2 separate regions of the Sus scrofa genome follow, and region 2 is linked to region 1. The links are chromatin contacts, called in public HiChIP or PLAC-seq maps. All regions are on one chromosome and are shown on one strand. The core of a region is the stretch at or near the end of the contact, and the rest is flanking DNA. Distances in the headings are between cores, read along the strand shown. Region 1 has its middle 39 kb from the start of ZC3H12D. Region 2 overlaps UST (uronyl 2-sulfotransferase).

What was found. HiChIP or PLAC-seq counts read pairs in DNA pulled down with a chosen protein or histone mark.
Region 2: an H3K27ac HiChIP or PLAC-seq map of alveolar macrophages shows a contact between it and region 1. The contact joins two enhancer-like sites. A contact is called at or near these places in 1 of 47 Hi-C or Micro-C datasets (liver) and 1 of 2 datasets of contacts at active chromatin or transcription factors (alveolar macrophages).

What each region holds. Positions count from the first base shown.
Region 1 is chr1:16,499,307-16,506,189 of Sscrofa11.1, forward strand. No RefSeq gene overlaps it. Among named protein-coding and RNA genes, the nearest start is that of ZC3H12D, 39 kb to the left of the region's middle. Within about 2 kb of position 2,540, at least 13 of the 83 cell types and tissues checked have an H3K27ac peak or open chromatin away from gene starts, as enhancers often do. A contact at or near this core is called in alveolar macrophages, where this site is marked.
Region 2 is chr1:16,901,131-16,908,013 of Sscrofa11.1, forward strand. All of the region lies in intron 5 of UST (uronyl 2-sulfotransferase), which reads right to left. Among named protein-coding and RNA genes, the nearest start is that of UST, 230 kb to the right of the region's middle. Within about 2 kb of position 2,616, at least 5 of the 83 cell types and tissues checked have an H3K27ac peak or open chromatin away from gene starts, as enhancers often do. A contact at or near this core is called in alveolar macrophages, where this site is marked.

The DNA of each region.
Region 1 (6,883 bases), core at 1,290-3,789:
CAGAGGCCTCTGGAAGGTGGTTTGAGACACAAGAGCAGAATGCTGCGGGTTGGGCCCTAGAGGCGAGGGAAGCCACTTATGTTGGCATTGTTCCAGATCAAATGAATCTCTGCTCTCAAGATTTTACACAGAGCTCAGAGGAGGAGCAAAGATCTGACTTCCAGCTGGCACGAGGATGGCTCTCTGCCTCTGGGAGAAAAGTCTCCTGTGGGAGGGAAAAGCACAGGAGGGGATGGTGAGTGGAAGAGTCATTAAGGAATGGTGATGGGGAGGGGGCTCTGAGAACTGGAGGAAGGAATTGGAATCAGAAATCCCACCATGAGGAGTTCCCGTCATGGCGCAGCGGAAACGAATCTGAGCAGGAATCATGAGGTTGTGGCTTCAATTCCTGGCCTGGCTCAGTGGGTTAAGGGTCTGGCGTTGCCATGAGCTGTGGTGTAGGTTGCAGACTCGGCTTGGATCTGGGGTTGCTGTGGCTCTGGCGTGGGCCGACAGCAACAACTCCGATGGGCCTGGGAACTTCCATATGCCTCGGGTGCAGCCTTTAAAAAAAAAAAAAAAAAAAAAAAAAACATTTAAGCAGCTGCAGAAAAATCCTGGGAAGAATTCTGATTGGCCTGACTTGGATCATGTGTCCACCCCAACCAGACACTGAGAGGTCCAGCTGGTCTCAGGCCCACCTCTGGCCAGCATGAGGGCTGCACTGACTGTCAACTCACATGTGAATCCTCAGGGTTTGTGAGGAGTTGTTAGGGGTGGTGAGCAGTTCCTTTGAAGAAGTGGGAACAGTGTTCAGGCAGACAGAACAGCTACCTTATGCACAGCAAAGCCAAGCTGCTGACACTGGGTTGTGGTGAAAGAAAGTACAGTGTTCACTGCAGGGCACCAGGCAAGGAGAACGGGTAGCTCGGGCTCAAAAGACCTAAACTCCCAGTGGCTTTCAGGCAGGATTTTTTAAGGCAACATTAGGGGTGAGGGTTTTAGGGTCCATATCAGCTTGTGTGCAGTATTTTGATTGGTTAGAGGTGAGGTAACAGGTGATGTTTCGAGAATCTCAGTCATCAACTTTCTGGTCCCACCAGTCTATGGTCCACGTGTGTGTGGTTGGCAGTTTTCACCTGGTGGGGCCCTGGCTTCCGTAAAAACAACTTAAAAATGTGAGTCAGAAGCTTATCTATAACCCTCAAGGAGAAACGAGGAGTCTTGTGATTCTTTTTATGGCTGACTTATTATTTAGGTTATTATTGCTTTTTTGCTTGACCGCTTTTCCTTTGTTTCTGCTTTTCCATTTCTCTAATCATTAACTGCTTGAGTCTGTTGTCTGTTTTTGGTTTTTTTTTTTTTTTTGCTTTTTAGGGTGCCATGTGTGACATATATAAGTTCCCAGGCTACAGGTTGAATCGGAGCTGCAGCTTCCAGCCTACACCACAGCCACAGCTCACGACAATGCCAGATTCTTAACACACTGAGTGAGGCCAGGATGGAAGCTGCATCCTCATGGCTACTAGTCAGTCTTGTTACCACTGAGCCAAAATGGGAACCCCTTGAGACTGTTCTTTGGAACTCGGGGAAAGCCTAGGAGACCAAAGCTTTTCTATAAGCAAGAAGTGGGGGAAAACAGGAGGTCTGTCCCTGGGGAATTCTCTGTAGGGTCCAGCTGGGTTTCAAGTGCACCAGACCTTAGGATGGCCCCATTCTCCTCCACCCCCCAATGCTGGCCCCACCTGAGATGGGAGCTGTGTGTTTATTCGCTGCTCCCTTCATTGCATCCACAGACAGCTGTCTGTGGGAGGAAGTTGGAAGGGGCTGCTGCTACAGCGCCCGAGGTATCATTGTGTTGATCTTGCTAGTCCTGGGACTGTGGCCAGATGAGCACCTAGGTGGGAGACTGCCAAACCCCTGTGGGGGAGGAAGTGGCTCTTCAGAGTCTAAAGGTGACCTGGTTCCCTTTCAGTCACTTTTGAGCCGATGCCCTCAGGAAGCTCTCTGGATCACGACAGCTCAGCCCAGCATCTGGCAGCCAGGCTGAAAATGAAGGGTCGAAGGTCTGACCCAACTTGGTAATTACTTTAATCTGAATTCCTGAGGAAACAACGTCACCTCTCTGTCCTCATGGAGGAATGACGCACCTATCCCCCTGCCCAGAAACAGGAAGGGTGCTGCGGAACTAAACAGAGGCAGATGGGCACAGCACTCAGAAACCAGCTGGATGCTGTATTTACTGACCCCATGACTGACAGACACCGACCGGCCGGCTGACTGACCATGATTGATGGGTTGACTGACACTGACTGACAGACACTAAGAGGCTGACTAACAGATGCTGACTGACAATGATTGACAGATTGACACCAAGAGACATCAGCACGCTGACTCTGACTAACAGGTTCTGATGACTGACACTGGGTGACTGACTCTGACTAACAGGTTCTGACTGACTGACTGACATCTACTGGTTGACCAGCAGACACTGACGGACACTGACTGGCTGAATGAGAAGATGACAACTGTGGTCAGGGCCTGTAGCTGTGGGGAGTGATGACTCAAATAGGATTGGAAAACCGCAATAGTGTTGATTTTATCTGAAGTCACCTTGCCCTTGTCTTCAAGTGTCTGCTTGATTACGACCAGCCACAGTAAGCCTTGAAGAGTTTCACGGCTGCCATTCCTGATGAGGCAGGCTGTGGAGGCATTTTTTTTCTCCAGAGGAAGAATGAGAAGCACAGGATGGAGACAGGACGTCTCTCCTTATGGCAGTGTGTTCTCCAGACGGGCCCCTTTCTCTCTCTCTTTCGGGGGCCAGACATTTCCTGCCTGCTCCACGGTGCTCTGGCTCTGAATGGTCACTGGTGGCTCCTATCCCAGCTCTTTCCTTGTCATTAAGCTGGATGTCCCTAACAAGATGCACACCCTTCCATGGTTGGGATTCTGTCTTTAACCTTGTCTCTCCATCAGCCCAGAGCCCAGGCAGGCAGGGCCAGCAAGGTTATGTTACAGAAACAAAATGGTCCCCACCCCCCAATGAAATCACAGAGTTCATTTCGCTATGTGCTCTGTGTCCATGGTAGGTTGGCTGGACTCTGAGTGCAGAGACCGCTCTCAGATGGCCAGGTTCACTGCTGTTCACATTTCATTGGCCAAAACAAGGGACATGGTAACACCTAACTCCCTTGGGGCAGGAAAATGCAGTCCTACTGTATGTCGGCCTATGAGAAGCCTGTTTGGAGAATAGCAGTACGACCATTTGCTTGTGGTTTAGAGAGAAATGTTTCTTGTTTGAAGACCTCATTGGAAGGAATGAGTCGATGCAGGCTACATCCATTTAAGAGAATACTGAAAGCAAAACAAACAGACAAAAAGCACACTGTAAGCCACTGAAACCGTATCTTAGGAGGGTGTTAATGGCAGAAAATGTGGAGTGTACATTGAAAAGTAGGTTATAAAAAAGAATGTATCAGAGTTCCTGCTGTGGCGCCTTGGGTTAAGAATCTGGTTGCAGCGGCTTGGGTCACTGCAGAGGTGCAGGTTCTGGCCCCAGCTCAGCAGCAGCATAAGTGGCAGCTGTGGCTTGGATTCAATCCTCTGGTCCAGGAACTTCCATATGCTGTGGGTGCAGTCACTAAAAAAAAAAAAAAAAAAAAAAAAAAAAAAAAAAAAAAAAGAAAAGAAAAGAAAAAAAAGACTGCAACATATGATCTCTTTTTTTGGTTTGAAAAATACACGTTTCCAGCAAAGAACCAAAGAAAATTTACTCACAGATCAAGAGAATATATCTGGGCAGGGAGATTATGATTACAGGTGACCCTCTCTCTTTGGTTCCTATACTTTTCTAAATCTTCTACAGCTAGTAACTTTGGTAACAGAAAGAAAAAAAATTCCTTGCTAAACAAACAAAATTCCTTGCCTTCAAAAAATAATAAAATACACATTCATTATAGAAGATGCAGAAAATGCAGGCATCTTGAATTGACATCTGATAATACCAAGCTGTAGATCCTTCCAGACCTCCTTCTGTACATGCATGCATATTTATTTATTTATTATTATTATTATTATTTTTGCTGTTTTTTCAGGGCCACACCCTTGGCATATGGAGGTTCCCAGGCTAGGGGTCCAATCAGAGCTACAGCTGCCATCCTACACCACAGCCACAGCAACATCAGACCCCAGCCCCGTCTGCGACCTACACCACAGCTCACAGCAATGCCAGATCCTTAATCCACGGAGTGAGGCCAGGGATCGAACCCGCAACCTCATGGTTCCTAGTCGGATCGCTTCTGCTGCGCCACGACAGGAACTCCCACCTGCATATTTAAATAAAAGAAAATCCTCCAGGGCTAGAGGCCGGGTAGCACTAGGCTGATGTCAGTCTGGTGAGCATCCTGGGCAGGCCCTGGTCCCCAGGAAGTTGGAAGGATCTTGAGAGGCACCATCCCCCACCCCGCACAATCGCCTGTCTGCTGGCTGCAGCGGCTGTTTGGCCAAGACCCATCGTCTCAAGGCACCCCAGGCACGAACACTTAGATCTGGGAGGGACCTACTGCAGGGCGAGCGGGCCGCTCTCACTGCGGAGGCCTCTGGGACCTACCGCCTGGGAGAGGAGGGAGATGGACATTTCCCATTCTCTGTTTGTGTTCTTTGAGTTGATTCAGCTCCAGGGAATTTTTTTGGTCAATTCCTGTTTTAAAATAACTCTTCATGATGGGTTTGGTGTAAATACAGTTGATTTATGGCTCCGCTGACCTTTGATTTGTTGGCACAGCCCTGCCCGGGGCCCGGGGCTTTCCTCGGCTTGTTTACCCGGAGTGAGCTAGGAGCCGCTGAGCCAAGGAGGGTTCCCTTTTGCTTCCGCCCCAGGTCCTGACCGTGTGGCCCCTGCCCTCAGGGTTCACACCCCGGTCAGAGCTCAGCCTCATCTCAGACAGAGTGGCAGTTATCCTTTGGACTCCCTGGACCTCGTCACTCATCGTCTCTAGCTTTTAACCCCTTTCCAGAAACCTCCAAGGAGACTGACCAGGGCTTGTCGCATGGCATGGCTGCCGCTGGCTCCTGCCCGCTCCTTGCTGGGGGCTGAGCCAAAGGGATTCTGATGGGTTAGCCTGTGACAGAGTCTCTGAGCACAGCCAGGGCCTGTGGCCCCCTGGACCCTGGGACTCAAGCCTCCTTCTTGGGGTGAGGGCTGTGCTAGAGTCACTGCCTCTGGTGGGAGGACTCAGTGCTTCTCCATCCAGAGGGAGCCCGAAGGATACTCCTTCCTGGGAGGCTTGCTCAAGGCAGAGTTTTCAGATCCAAGACCATTCCAGGCAGGGATGGACAGTTGTTTTCTTTGTGAAGCAGAAGCAGAAGGCATGGCTGTCTGCTGGGACTGCTGGGGGGATGAGGATTTTCACATAAACTTTTTCCTTTTTATGGCCACACTTGCGACATATGGAAATTCCAGGGCCAGGGGTCAAATTGGAGGTGCAACTGCAGCCTACGCCACAGCCAGAGCAACATCGGATCTTAGCCACATCTTCAACCTACACTGCAGCTTGTGGCAATGCCCGATCCTTAACCCACTGATCAAGGGCAGGCGTCAAACCCACATCCTCACAGGGACATCAGGTCCTTAACCTGCTGAGTCACAACAGGAACTCCAACACATAAATTTTTATAGCAGATTTATTTGTGATAGTCAAATACTGGAAACACCCTGAATGTCTATTATCAAGTGACTGAATAAACAGCTTGTAGCGTAACCATGCAATGGAGTGCCACTCAGCCGTGTAAAGGAAAGAACGGTGTAAAAGCAGGTGTAACATGAATTAATTTCAAAATAGTGATGCCGAGTCAAAGAAGTCCATCAAACAGGAAAAGCTACTGTATGATTCCATTTCTGTAAAACTCTAGAAAATGTAATCTGATTTCTGGTGCCAGTTGGGAGAAGTAAGGGGGGGATGACTAAAGGCTACAGGGCGTGATGAGAATGTTCTAAATTTGATCATGACGTTGGTTGTACAACTCTGTGCATGTACCAAAAACTGTTGCGTCATATACTTTAAATGGGCGGCTTGTAGGTATGTGTATTATACCTCAATAAGCTGTTACAAAAGCAATAAGAAAAGGAAAAGAATGGAAGCCGGTCTGAGGGACAAATCTTCCTGTATCTCTCTGTGGAGCAGGGACCACACTGCAGAAACATGTGGCTGGCTCGGAGTTCCTGTCGTGGCGCAGCAGAAACGAATCCGACTAGGAACCTTGAGGTTGCGGGTTCAAGCCCTGGCCTCGCTCAGTGGGTTAAGGATCTGGCATTGCCGTGAGCGGTGGTGTAGGTCACAGACACAGCTTGGATCTGGCGTCGCTGTGGTTCTGGTGGAGGCCAGCAGCTGTGGCTCTGATTAAACCTCTAGCCTGGGAACCTCCATATGATGTGAGTGCGGCCCTGAAAAGACAAAAGATGAAGAAAAAAGAAAAGAAAAGAAAAGAAAAAGAAATATGTGCCTGTAGCCTGGGTCCCTGCAGGTTCTACCATCTCTAAGGGCTTTTGTTAAAGCTGCTCCTGCAGGGAACTGACCGCCCTGTGCTCCACAGTGGCGACAGCCTGGTCCCCCCAGGAGAGGGCACTCTGTTGGCAATAATCTGAGCGCAGCTCTGGGTTGTGGGCAGGGCTTTGCCCCATGACAGTACTGTTATGACATTAAGGGCTGCAAAAGCAGTGACTTGAAGCAGCCACCAAGCACCCACTGTTACTGCGCCACCAAGAAAACATCTGGGGTCCAAAGTTGCCACTGACCCTGGCCTTGGAGTCCCTGGGCCACAAAACCATGGGACAGGTTTGTGGGTGCAGAGCTGACAAGGTGTCTAAACCAAAGGAGACAGAGAACCTGGAGCCACTTGGGCTCCT
Region 2 (6,883 bases), core at 1,366-3,865, 400 kb after region 1:
AACTCCTACTGTCACATCTTGTGTTCTGTACCTTCCTTATTTCTCCTCATAATCCATCTTTTAATGAGCCTTCCAGTGAAGTAAGTGGTTAACTCTTATCTTTCTATGTCTAAAAAAAAGTCTATAGAGTGATTGTTTAGCTAGATATAAAAATCCTTGGTTGACAATTATTTTACCTCAGCATTTTTAAGATATTACTCTCTTGTCATCTGGTATCTACTGTTGCTGATGGGAAATATGCAACCAGCCTGATTATACTTCCTTTACTTGTCATCTGCTTTTCTTCCTTTTCCTAGATATCTTGCAGTTTTACTCTAAAGTATTTGAGTGTAAATTTAATTTTGTTTATTCTGTCGGTACTCATGGTATACTTTTAGTCTGGAGAATCTTTAATTTTGGAATATTCTATCTTTCTAGCTTCAAATATTGCTCCCCTACCATTTCACCATTCTCTTTTTCTGGAACTCATATTGAATGACTACTGGAACTTGACAATCGTTTCCACATCTTTTAACTACTCCTTCTGTCTATTTCTCTCCTCTCTCTCTCTATAAATATACATATATTTCTGAGTTGAATTTTTGGTTAATTCATCAACAGTAATAAAGTTACTGTTTGACAATACTCAACTCAGAGTTTATTCCATTTCTTGAATTTTTATTTCAATAACCATATTTTTCATTTTAAGATTTATAATTCTTTATTAATATCATAATGTGCTTTCATGTTTTTGTCTTATAATTTCCTGCTCTTTTTTTTTATGGCCACACCCATGGCATATGGAAGTTCCTGGGCCAGGGATTGAATCTGAGCTGCAACTGCAACCTATGCTGCACTGCAGCAATGCTGGATCCTCTAACCCACTGTGCCAGGTTGGGGATCAAGCCCGCACCTCCACAGTGACCCAAGATGCTGCAGTTGAATCCTTAAACCACTGTGCCATTGTGGGAACTCCTCCTGCTCTTTAATGGAAATTATTTATACTTTTATCTTGTCAATATCTTAGCCATACTTATTTTAAAATCTTTGCCAGATTATTCATTAAGGACATCTGGAATGAATTCATGTCACAACAGTAGATTTTACTGCCTTTCTTGATATTAGATTTTTTTCCCCATGTGCTTAGATTATGTGGCCTGTAAGCTCATTTTGAGTAGGAGATTCATTTTCACTTTCACTCTCTCTTTCTTTCCCCTCCCTTCCTCTTCTCCCCATTTCTCTTTCTCCCTTCCTCCTTATCTACCTCTGACCTTCCCTAATAGTTTTGCAGTTACTACCATCTGGACTTCTGGCACTTGGACTAGAACCAGGTCTTATTTGCAGTTCCCATCCTATGGGAATAATAGGAATATCAAAGATCTGGTTGCCAAGCAGCAAGAATTTGGTTCATTTCCTACTTATGAGGCTGTGGGTTTGTTTTACCACTTCTCTAGGTCTACAATTTAAAAGCCATAATTCCAGTGACAGGTCAGCAGTTGTTCTTGTTTGGCTTTCTTTGCTTGAGAGTGAAGTGAGGGAAGCATGGCTCCTACTTCAGGTCCTTAAAGCACTGAGCCTGGTTCTGGCTCCCATCTTGATAGGAAGCCCAATTCCTGGCTGCCACTGCCCAATTCTGGACCAGATCTCAGTTGGCCTGAGATTTCACCACTGCTCACTTCTCCTGTGTTGTTCCAGGCTTGGGGGCGCTCTTTGGACTTCTTTTTAAAGTACTCCATCAGTGATTGCTATGTGCTGGGGGAGTATGAAATCACTATCCCATCTTGCCTGGGGGTCCTGTATGGGTTCTTCATGCTTTTTTCCCTGTAGGGAGTTCTATCAGAAGAAGTGCTGAGTGCCGAGTGTGGGTGATGGATGTGGGGAGTGTACTTTGCTGAGTCAGAGGAAAGAAGCTTGATAAAATGTCAAGTCCAGGCCAAAGCGAGGTCACATGTTTACTGAGATGTGGTCATTTCTGCTTTATGACCATGTCAGAGGCATAGGGCCAAAGCACTGTTTAGGTCAGACCTCAAACAGTGTAATTCCTGAGGATTCTTCTTACAGACCCCACAAGACATTAATATATCATCGCAGTGACTTTATTACAATGATGTTGCTTTGAATGTTTTGATTGATTCAAGCATGTGGCCAAAAGTTCCAATATTTACACTATGAATACAAAAATGGCATGATTTTTGCTCTACATTTTCTTTATATTATATAGATGCTAAACTTCTAGAAGAAAAGCTTCACATCTCTGTATTATGGCACCCACTGAAGGCTGGGCAGGTGCTCCTTTATAGCTCATAAAAGTAGCCTTTGAAGACGATGAAATTTTAATTTGAAATGTGCTATGCCTAGCAAATCACCATGGGAATCTGGTAAAAGCTTTCAGAAGACAGTACTGTTTTTCAATAAACAGCATCATAAAAAATTCAGTAGCAGAGTGAAATCCAGAATGCAAGTACTGACGCATTTTAATCAAAAAGAGTTTAAATGATATTGTGGATAAAGATATATCTTTATGGGTACTTTCTTTAGAGTAGACATCTGGAGGACTGAAATGTCATTAAATGACCTCTAACCCACTCCCTGCTAGAAAATGTACGTTCCAGATGTGGGCTCCACTTAGAGGAATAATGACTTTGGGGTTTTGTGATTCTGGTCTCCAAGGCCCAGAGTCATGTGGCCAGACCTCTGCCACTAGCAGCTCTGCCTTGAGCTCTGAAAGTGCTGTCTTGGTTAACCAGTCCCCTGAGACCAGGGCTATTCTGTCTGGTGTATTCAGCCCTGAATGTAGATGAAGCAGTCTTTGCAGAAAGGACTATGCTGATTCTATGTGGAAACATATCAATGGGACTGCCTTTTTTTTTTTTTTTTTTTTTTTTTTTTTTTTTTTTTTTTTTTTTTTGGTTGCACTTGCGGCATGTGGAAGTTTTCAGGCCAGGGACTGAACCCGTGCTACAGCTGTAACCAGGGCCACAGTAATGACAATGCCAGATCCTTAACCTGCTGAGCCACCAGGGAACTCTTATTTGTTCTTCTAATATGACTAATATTGAGATGTTGATCACACCCTTAAAATAAGGAGGTCAGGTTTATGGAGCGCCCCCCCCCCCCTTCTACCTAGTCACATAGAAAATAGGTCACCACTCTGTGGGCTTTCTGCGGGGATGGCAGTGTGATATCCTTTAAGTGGATTGCCAGTGGATCTTACGGGTCTACAATTATACCACTCTAGATCTTAATAAAACCAAGGGAGCGCATTTTTAACTCTTGACTGCTCTTCATTAACGCCAGGAGGAAAAGATGCTAGTAAAATTTAGACAAAGGATCAGAAGGACAATGGCAGATTTTACTTCAAAGTTGAATTATGAAGGGAAAAGAAATGCCTCAGTCACCTCAAATCTGTTCATGTCACCTGTTCAAAGAAGCCAGGGGGAGGCTAAGTCCCTGCTCAGTTCATTATCTCCCAGAGGCGGCACTGAGCAGAGCTTCTCCACCAACAGGAGACTTTGTGAGCTTAAGAATGGCTGAAATTCCTGGGAAACCAAGTATGTTCTTCAAGGGTTTTATACCATAAAAATTATTTATGACTCCTTTGGGCCACACAAGTTTCTAAAAGCCACAGAAACTCTCTTAACCTCATAGAATTTTGATGATTTTGCCTTCCCAGCTGAAGAGGTTCAGAATTCCCTTTTCTTTCTTTCACATCCAATAGTCTGATAGTTTTGGCTTAAGAGGCCAAAACAAACCACAAAAGTCACACTTTCAACTGATGGTTATCCAGGGCATAAACAACATGTTTGTGGATTTTTTTCAGCTCACAGCCTCTCCTTTCTGTGGCCCCATAGTCCCAACTCAGAAGGTCATAAAGAATCTACAATAGATTTAATAAAGAGAAATGGACACTACATAGACAGAATGATTATTTTAGATGATCTGGGATGATTTTAGATGATCTGGGAATTTCAGATACCCGGTTATCATGAGTAACTAAGAATTTACTGAATGATGAAGATTCACTGGACTATTATATTTTATATGAATATTTGGAATTTTCCATACTGTGTAATAAAAAGCAAACCTAAAAAAAAAAAAAAAATCCAGAAAAAATACTATAAGAATCGTTCTGTCCTCAGCCACACACCTCATTTCTTTTTCCCTTGCCTTCTTTTTCCCTGGGCATCTGTTTTTTTGTTTTTTTTTTTTTTTGTTTTTTTTTTAACAGTTCATTTGTTTATGCATTCATTCATTCACTCTCATTCTTTTTCTCATGACTTTAAGGCTTCTTAGATTGGTGGGTAAGAGGCCTTTATGAATCTTCAGACTTTCCCCTTTGCAATTTTCCACCCAACGTTTGTTTAGAGACCTTACCTCTGACCCTGTTCCCTGGATTCCTTCTGCTCTAGAATGAAATACAACTACATAGAATGCAAAAAAAAGGGGGGGGGGAAGGGGCGCAACAAAAACAAGCCCCCTTTTTACACTGGTCATGGAGATTTGCCTCACAACTTCTTTTACAGTATTTTCTCTCAAATTTTTATTACGTGCAGCTGTGTTAAAGTGTATGACATTGAACAAACCAATGTAAACCCAAATTCTTATCTTTTAAGGGCTGTGTTATAGTAGTTTTTCTTTTATTACCTTTTTCTTTCAATTATTGATGATCTCTCTTCTTTTAAGTTTATTATCTGGCCATGGATAGACCAAGGCTCTATAAATAATGGAAAAATTTAAATCAGTAGAATAATTTCTACCTACAGAAGTAAAGCATTTAGTGAGATAAAGAACTATTAAAATAGAACTTCCCAGATATTTTTTTCCTCCAAATCTCTCAAATTGAGAACCAAAGGCAAAGAAAAACAAGTATTTTATAAACTCAATTAAAAACAATGAGAGTTGAACCAAAGATTAAGAGGTCAGTTTCACAGACTAAGTGTGTAAGTATGTTTATCATGTGGAAAAATGTGTAGGAGGAAAAGCAGAGTCTTCCTGGTGAAAAATTGATTAAACACATTCAGGAGGAAGGGCTATTTCTTTCTCTCTTACCATGAACAACTGATTAAGCCACAATCAACAGTAATGAGCTAGGTGGTTAGAACCAGTTCTTTGTAATGACCAGGATAAATATTTTCAACTCTCAAGGTGTAATGACAAATTAAGGTAACAAAATCCATAGCCCTCATTCAACACTGTCCTTCCCAGGCTGCCAATACATGCCGGGCACTCTACTGTGTATGGTCCATTCCTGCTCCCCATGAATTAATGTTCTAGAGCAGAGGTAGCCAACAGCAATGCCACTAGTGCATGTCAGGTAACAGGGATGCGTGACTGGACCCCAGACCTGCACATGCTGTCTGAGTGGGGAAGCCTGGAGCAAACTGGGAAAGCACATCTCTTGTCTCCAGGGGCCTGGTGCTACTCAGCTCAAGGCCGTCACTGCCTCATGGATTTTGTGTCAGAGTTGCCCCAATCTTTTGATTTTTTTCAAAAGATGCAAGACATTTGAATATTGTTTTTGTCTAGAGGATCAACATATATGCCCCAAATATAGGAGCACCCAGATACATACAACAAATATTAACAGACATAAAGGGAGATATTGATGAGAATACAATCATAGTAGGAGACCTTAATACCCCCCTCACATCAATGGACAGATCCTCTAGACAGAAAACCAATAAAGCAACAGAGATCCTAAAGGAAACAATAGAAAAGTTAGACTTCATTGATATCTTCAGGACACTACATCCAAAAAAATCAGAATACACATTCTTCTCAAATGCTCATGGAACATTCTCAAGAATCGACCACATATTGGGACACAAAGCGAATCTCAATAAATTTAGGAGCGTAGAAATTATCTCAAGTATCTTCTCTGACCACAATGCCATGAAATTAGAAATCAACCATGGGAAAAGCAAAGAGAAAAAACCTACTCCATGGAGACTAAACAACATGCTACTAAAAAACCAATGGGTCAATGAGGAAATCAAGAAGGAAATTAAAAACTACCTTGAAACAAATGATAATGAAGACACAACCTCTCAAAATCTATGGGATGCTATGAAAGCAGTGCTCAGAGGGAAATTTATAGCAATACAGGCCTTTCTCAAAAAAGAAGAAAGATCCCAAATTGAATGTTGTTTTTGTTTGCTTTTATTTATTTTTTTCTTTTTAGGGCTGCATATTCCATATTCCAGTTCCCAGGCTAGGGGTTGAATAGGAGCTGCAGCCTCTGGCCTACACTACAGCCACAGCAACGTGGGATCTGAGCTGCATCTGTGACCCATACCATAGCTTGTGGCCACACCAGATCCTTAGCCCACTCAGTGAGGCCAGGGATCAAACCAGAGTCCTCACAGATACTAATCGGGTTCTTAACCCCACTAAACCACACCCAGAACTCTAAGACATTTGAATTTGTGTGTGTAGTCTCCTAATTCTTAAATGTTAGGACCAAGACAAAACAAAAATTGTGAGTGAAACAAACATGTCTCCAGGTTAAATATGACCCATAGTTGACCGGCTTATGTTCCACTGGCTTAATCACGGCCACTTTCAATTTGAGTACCTCCTGAAAAATACAGGCTCTTATAGTTTGCCATCTTAAACTGCTGACAGAAAAACATTGGTAGATAAAGGACAAGTTGGATTTTTAATGATACTAGACCAGTTCCGAGCTCACTGTGGGACAGGAAAGAAAACACTGGACTTGTCCTCAGACCATCTAGGTTTGAGTCTGGGTCCCTTAGTCCCTGGCTGGATTACAATGGGCAAGAGGCTTCAGCTTTGTGAGCATCAATTTCCTCACCTATAAAACAAAGACAGTAACACCTCTTCCATAGGATGGCCATAGGGATTAGAGAAAATGTATTTGAAAATACTTTGTAAGCTACAGAGA